Linked DNA regions of Zea mays: region 1 is linked to region 2. A link is a contact called in public Hi-C data. All regions are on one chromosome and are shown on one strand. Each heading gives the region's core, a stretch centred on a gene start, on an enhancer-like site or on the middle of the called end of the contact. The rest is flanking DNA. Distances are from core to core; before and after follow the strand shown. Region 1 holds the start of LOC100857099 (guanine-nucleotide-exchange protein). Region 2 holds the start of LOC100275622.

Evidence for each region. Hi-C and Micro-C count contacts between places; a contact is called where the count stands out from the background.
Region 1: a Hi-C map of tassel shows a contact between it and region 2, with 2.2 times the contacts expected there. The contact joins the promoter of LOC100857099 here to the promoter of LOC100275622 in region 2. A contact is called at or near these places in 2 of 25 Hi-C or Micro-C datasets (endosperm and tassel).

What each region holds. Positions count from the first base shown.
Region 1 is chr1:34,594,842-34,598,346 of Zm-B73-REFERENCE-NAM-5.0, forward strand. LOC100857099 (guanine-nucleotide-exchange protein) reads left to right here and starts at 1,770. Exons shown (of 11, transcript NM_001254773.1): 1 at 1,770-3,037. The coding sequence starts at 1,770. It overlaps LOC103633613 (synaptotagmin-5), which reads right to left and starts at 1,297. Exons shown (of 11, transcript XM_008655335.4): 1 at 899-1,297; 2 at 592-693; 3 at 229-279; 4 at 1-82. The coding sequence starts at 1,003.
Region 2 is chr1:33,804,362-33,808,201 of Zm-B73-REFERENCE-NAM-5.0, forward strand. It overlaps LOC100275622, which reads left to right and starts at 1,733. Exons shown (of 1, transcript NM_001149670.3): 1 at 1,733-3,840. The coding sequence starts at 1,828. The coding sequence ends at 3,762. It overlaps LOC100281862 (ATP-dependent Clp protease ATP-binding subunit clpA), which reads right to left and starts at 983. Exons shown (of 6, transcript NM_001154782.2): 1 at 694-983; 2 at 508-543; 3 at 319-428. The coding sequence starts at 899.

The sequences.
Region 1 (3,505 bases), core at 520-3,019, 790 kb after region 2:
TGAACTTCAGCGAGGATATCCCTGGTGGTCGATAATCATCGAGTATCGGTTCGACAGAATCCCTGATGACCATGGTTGCTGCCTGCAATTAGATGCAACTGCGAATAAGGACGGTTGTTGGCATCAAAACGGTAGATCTGTATGTTTCTTAAAATGTAAGTAACTTCGTCCTAAACTGTTTGCCCGCATAATGAAGTTTTCTGAAGAAACCAAAGCTATCAATCTTACCGCTTCCACGAAGGGCCAAAGCTTGCTCAACTGTTTGTTGAGCCATTTGACCTGAAAGGAGAACCAAAAAAAATATATAACAAGGGAAACATGCAAGCAACAGATCAAGGGGGCATGTATACTGTAGGAGAAGCAACAGCAAGATATGGAATAGGTGGATGTGTCATTTCCCAGGTTTTATGCATCGAAGAGTTATGAAGTTCATAGATATGGGCTGCAAAAAGTTTTCTCTCTGCGGAAGTTTTTGTCTAGCAATTACAACAATAAAAATTCAGATAACTTATGCGATAGTCAATAGCTTGATATCACGGGACATTTTACGGTTCCATGATTATATCTACACCAAGGCAGGTAGCATTTCACCTGTTCGTATTCTGGAAATGATATCCACTGGGGAAGACTTTCTCCACATATTTTCTTCACGTCTTCACGGTTGAGAGATCCCAACGAACTGATAACCGCAGCCTGTTTCAAAACATGCCATTATGTTGAAATTTATCCCAATCAATAATGCACAAATTCAATCAAAGGCATACAGCACACTTTTAACAACCGATCTGTATTTAACAACACCCAAAGGCAGAAAAATCAAGACCAGATAACCGAAGGATGAAGATCGAAACTTTTTATGATCGCATACATCGAATCGGAATGATGTAGCGGCACCTACCTTGTTGCTGCGTTTGGCGGCGCGGCGAGCCATGGCGCGTGCCCAGCCTGCGATCAGGGCGACGCCGACGATCATCCCCATTACGACTCCCGATATGAATCCCATTTCTTCTGTCTTTTTTTTCTCAACGAGCCGAGAAAGAGAGGAAACCACGGAGGAAGACAAAAATTTCAAGTACAAGATTATCTATTACGTACGGAAATTCTTGGATCAAATCGTAGACGATTGTCTCTCCAAATTGTTTATTACTTCTAACACTGCATTTGGGACCAATTTTTTCGCGTGCTACTAGTAATAATAAAGAGAGGGGAGAGACGAGAGAGAGAGAGGGTAATGTGCGAATGGTGAGAAGGTTGTCACGGCGAATTTTGCATGGCTGGATCTCTGCGATCAGTGTGCTTGACGAGCCTTTGGTTCCACACAGGCCCGATACTTACATGGACCAGGCCCATATAGCGAAACTAAACTTGAAGAATGAAGACTCTTAATATAATCATCATAAAAAATATTAATCAATAGGTAAAAAATTCTAAATTACACTCTAAATTTAGCCTATGTCCAGACTCCAGACCACCATTTGATCTAGGCCCCATTTGCGTAAAATACATACGGAGAGTAACAAGCCCGATTCCGATCCTTTCCTACTGCAATATACAAATGCGAAGTACACCAGGTCACCAGCTAGCTCGGCGTCCAACCATCTTTCTCCCTCCCCTCCCCTCCCCTCCCCTGAGTCCCCTCCCCTCCCATCTCTATCCACGACAACCGACGCCCCACTCCCCGATCCAAACCACCTCAAACCCCCGCCCCGCCCAGATCCAGATCCACGCGGCGCGGCGCGACCGCGGCTACCGGATCCCGCCGCGGAATAATGGCCTCCGCGGTTGCGGCGCCGCCGCCAACCCCGCCGGAGTCCGACCCGCGCCTCGTCGAGATCTTCTCCCCCTTCCTCGAGAAGCTCATAAAAAATGCCTCGTGGCGCAACAAGGCGCACTCCAAGCTCTCGCACACCGCCAAGTCCATCCTCGACCGCCTCCAGAAGCCCCCGCCGCCGCCCGCAGCCGAGGCGCAGGCGCCGTCCACGCCGACCTCCTCCCCCTCGACGCCGACCTCCTCTTCCGCACAGCCTGGTCCGTTGCGCAGCCTGTCGCTCGCGGACTCGGAGCTGCTCCTCGCCCCTGTGATCTCGGCACTCGGCTCGGGCAGCGCCAAGCTCGCCGAGGCCGCGCTGGAGCTCCTTCACAGGCTGATCGCACACTCCTACATCCATGGCGAGGCCGACCCATCTGCTGATCCCTCAGCACAGCTCGTCGCCTCACTCCTGGACGCCGCCTGCAATGCGCTTGGCCTTGATGACGAGCACATTGAGCTCCTCCTCCTCAAGACACTCCTCTCGGCGGTCACCTCTACGTCTGTACGCCTCCACGGCGATTGCCTTCTACGTGCCGTGCGCGCATGTTATGATATGTACCTCGGGAGCCGTAGTGCCGTCAATCAAGCCACTGCCAAGGCTTCGCTTGTGCAGATGCTGGTGATTGTGTTCCGCCGAATGGAAGCTGACTCCTCGACCGTGCCTGTACAACCCATAGTCGTGGCTGATGTGATTGAGCTACCTGATGCAATTTCGGGCTCCTCGCCCACTGCTGACCCCAACGTTGTACAGGGATTCATTTCGAAGATCATTGGTGACTTCGATGGTGCACTCACACCTCTGGCTCGGACAACTTCATCAGCAGGGGCAGGACCCACCGTTGCCCATGATGGTGCATTTGAGACAACGGCAGCGGCAGAGGAAGGGGCAAACCCAGCGGATTTGCTTGATTCAACAGATAAGGACATGCTTGATGCCAAGTACTGGGAGATCAGCATGTACAAAACAGCTATTGAGGGTCGTAAAGATGAGCTTGGTGTCGAGGGGGCAGTGGTTGGCACCTTGGACGATGATGCTGATGTGAGAATTGGGAACAAGTTACGGAGGGATGCTTTCTTAGTTTTCCGGGCTTTGTGTAAGCTTTCCATGAAGACACCACCCAAGGATGCACCAGCAGATCCCATAGTAATGCGGGGAAAGATCCTTGCTCTTGAGCTTCTCAAGATCTTGCTTGAAAATGCTGGGGCTGTGTTCCGGACCAGTGAGAGGTAACATAAGCACTTACTGAAACTTTTGACAAACAAGTTTAATGCTCTTCTGAATTTGTGTAAATGTTGTACCAGTATTGAACAATAATTCGTGTGTCGCTTTATTGCATGAAAACTGAAAAGGTGGCACAAAAGGTTTAGGCACTGAATTGGTATGGTGATAGTGTTTCGATGTATGCCTATGTCAACAAATTTAGAAAAAAATACTTGAATTCCTAATTGCATCTGGCAGGGATTGAACTGATGTCACACTGCTCATTGTTTAGACGTTGAAATGAAATAGAAACCTAATGAACTTTCTTTGATGTCCTGGAAAAAAGGAACTTGGAGAGTTATTCTCTAAAGACGCTATTGATTTTTAATTTTCATGCACTTTGTTGTATACTTGTATTATTTGGTTAATTGGATTCATGCTCCATCTGGCTTTGTTTGTACTGCAAGAACTACCATTGGCAATTGAATGAAACT
Region 2 (3,840 bases), core at 483-2,982:
AGCTTAAATAAGTTAAGAGGCAAACAAACAGTATAGATTATTGGAGTGGATTATATAATGAGGTATCTAGATTATGATAATCCATAAGCAGGTCATTAGATGATTAATTTTAGATTATTGTTTGGCACTTTACCTTCTAATAGTTTATGTAAACAAACACCTATAATAGGACTATATGAACTGGATTATATAATCTATATAAAATATCTGGATTATATAATCCTGCAAAGAAACAAACATGCCCTTAAGTTATGACATGGCTCCATAATTAGCAAAAAAAGGACTTAATATCTAAGATCCCTTGCCTCACGCCCTCACCTTCAACAAGAATGCCCATGAGGAGCCCCTCAGTGCCTGTCGTAGGGTACCTCATCTTCCGGGCCTCCAGCTCTGCCATCGCAAAAGACCGCACAGCCCTTGATGACCATCTGGGGGAATCATCATGTCAGCCGCAAATAGACACTAATGCTCCCCGAACCTGAAGAACCTACGGAATAGTCACCTAACCTGATCTTCTTCTCCCCAGAAACTACCTCTGGATGCCTGAAGACACAATAATTCAGGGATGCATATCATCAAATTGCGCAGTAAAATAATAGAAACAAAGCAGTAGCATATCAATGTGCTAACTTCCATGAGATGTAAGACTAATTAACTTCAGTGAGAGGTTGAATCATCATCATTTCTGCTTACGTGGTGGGGAGCTGGGCGACGGCGGCACCGACGCGGCGGCCCCGGAGGCGGTAGGCGAGCCGTGGGCCACGTGTGCCAGCGGCCCGAAGGGAGACGGGTAGGACAGAGGTTGTCCCGAGGGAGACGGAGGAAGGGGCGAGGTGGTGAGTGGAGGAGGAAAGGAACGAGAGGAAGGTGGCGGCAACCTGGTGGGCTGCGGTCGCCATGGCCGGAAATTGTTTCCGGGGGGTTTCTACCTTTCTGGCTTGGATAGAGGAAAGAGATAGAGCGGGCTGGCTGAGTAGTGTGACAGAATGGCCAGGGGACGGAAGGTGTTTTCTAAAGTTTGCCGTAGTCTTCTCGTTTCGGAAAAATCTTTACTGCAAAAAAATTAATCCTATAGTATCACGTAGGATTAATTTATGATTGGAGAGGAATGTACGGCAAAGAAGAAGGTTGGCACAACAAAGTTTAGAACTGTGAGTCATTGTATCATTATATTTGTAACTAGGGGCATACAAATCACATTATTCTTATACGATTGTGCTTTACTAGAAGGCAATTTATCATTGCACATGTTCTCGGTTAGTCGTTTTAAAACTACATTAGAAGTTCTTAAAAAGAGTCTAAGATGTCCTTAACATCATCGGCGGAGCTTTTAGTAAAACACTATCTTTTATATTTTAATAAAACACTATCTTTTATATTAGCTAAAAACATATAAAAAACTAAATGCGATGGTAACTGTTGGTTAACGATAAAAATGTATAATAAAATACTGATAATAAAATGGATATTACTCTCATAACTGATGCGTCCATATTGACCCGGTGGAACTTAGATATCATATCCCGGGCCTAGGTCGTCGGGTCACGCGCGGGAGAGTCGTCCCCTGTCGCCAGGCGAAGAGGAGAAACACTCGAAAGTACCAAACCAACTGACAGTCGGCCCATAAATCATATCGCTATGCGGGCCAGTCTTGCAGTTACACGAGTGCGGCACTTCCGCCCCGCGGTCCACAGAGGCACAGCCGAAGTGTCGCAGCAGTGCAGAGGCGATAGATAAAGCTCGAGGAAGACGACCGGCACACACGGGCACTGTGAATCTGAGGAGGGAAAATCACCCAAAATCGAGAGCATAATTTTTTCCCCGGAGATGCCGAAGATCACCTCGTCGCCGTCTCCCACCATCTCCGCCATGAATCCCCTCCTCCCGTCCTCCTTTCCCAAATCACCCCACCCGCCGGACCCAAACCCTAGCTCCCCGAATCCTAGCCCCTGCAGCTACCTCCTCCACGCCGACGCCGACGACGAGGCGCTGATTCAAATCCCTGGTCAGAACCCTAGCCTGGTGGGTGCCTCCGCCTCCTTCGCGCTGCTGCCGTCTATCGACCCGGCTCCACACGTCTCGTCGCAGTTCTACACCTTCAGCGCCGCCTCCTACGGGCTCATGCTACGCTGCATCCGCGCGGGCCGCTCCGCCTCCTCCGACGAGGTCCGCGGCGCCACGTCGCTCTCCGTGCTCGCCTCCTGGCGGGCGGTCTGGAAAGATCGAAACGAGGACACGGCCTACCTCACCGCGTGGAAGCGCATCCAGGACAAGCTCGCCGCGTCGGCCGACGGCCTGCACCTTCACTTCAAGTCCAACGCCGCGCAGCGCGTCTCCCACGTCGGCATGTGGAGGGACATAGTCTCGGAGGCGCATGCCGACCCTGAACTGCTACGGCACCTCGCGTTCAGGGACACCGTCGACCGCATCAAACAGTCGTGGACTGTGGGGGCCAAATTCTACGGTATTCCAGAATCATTTGTCCGCGCATGTGTTGCTGCATGCCCTGTTTGTAAAGCTGCGCCTGCTGGCCAGCCGTATTTCACTATCTCATCACCTGGACATGGGAAGCGGCGGCGCAGGTTTGAATATACTGAGACATTGGATGTGCCGGCTAGAGATGTAGCTCGTAGGTTACAGCAATTGGCTGCTAAGCACAAGGTTGTTCTTTGTATAAGGCAGAAGTATATTAGGTATAGGCCCTTCATGGCTGAGGTGAAAGATTATGCATGCCACCGTGCTGGAGAGCCCACTTCAAGTAGTGGGAGTGCTGCATCCTCAGCCGGTAATTTAGAGGGTAAGAAGGCGCGGGTAAAGCGAGAGCCATACCAGTCGAAGAGGTGTGGTTGTGGGTTCCGTATTCGGGCAATTGTGCCGATAGCTAATTACAATGAAAAAGACAAGAGTTTTGTGTACTTGGAGGAGGGCACTGCAGTGTTCAAGCTTTACGCTGTGCATTCAGGGCATGAGCCAGGGCCACTTGATGGCAATGCACGAATTGTTCACAGGTTGGTTGGTCATAAGGGAGGTCTTGAGTTTGATCCAGACATTTATGGTGTCAGTGGGGAAGGTGATCCTACCTTTTCAGCAAAGGGGTATGAATATGCTGATATTGATGATTCGCACCAGGCAGTCTTGCAGCAAGTACGGGATCTGAGATCAGAAGTTCTCTTGCTAGAAGGGAAGGTGGCTAAGATGCACCCAGAATTGTTAGGGTCACTGTCCACCGAGTTGTCTGAGGTTTTGCACAGGATTAGGAAGTTTAATTTGGAGGGTAATGTCTACCAACATGAGACATTGATGGTAGGCAATGAAGAAGTCAGGGGATGGGGGTCAGCGGATGTATCTCACCAGTTAGACCAGCATGATCGAGCATTCTGCAAGGATGATGAGATGCTTGATGATGATACTGACTTTGGCTCAAGCCTTGGACCTATTGTCTCGTGGGATAGGATGGAAGCAGAGTGCGAGGATAGAAAGATGCTCATGGGTGATAGCCCAAAGTGCGACAAGTGGATGCTTAAGGATGATGTGGGTGAATTTGATGCGAAGAGTATTCTTAACTGTGGGGATGATGATGGCGTGGGAGATTCCAAGGTCATCAAACCATTGATGCATGATGACACCATGGTAACTGGCCCAAGTTTGGTAGGTATTCATGTAGAAGGATTTTATGCCGGAACAAAATGGTATGATTCACAAGGTTTGGATTCCAGTGTTGATGGAGGGGATAGCAGTTTTAGGCATGGCGGAATCGTGTGAATTGTGATAACCTGATACCTGGAAGGTCCTGTAAATTATGTATACTAGATGTATTTAGCTCACACCAGTTTAATTAAG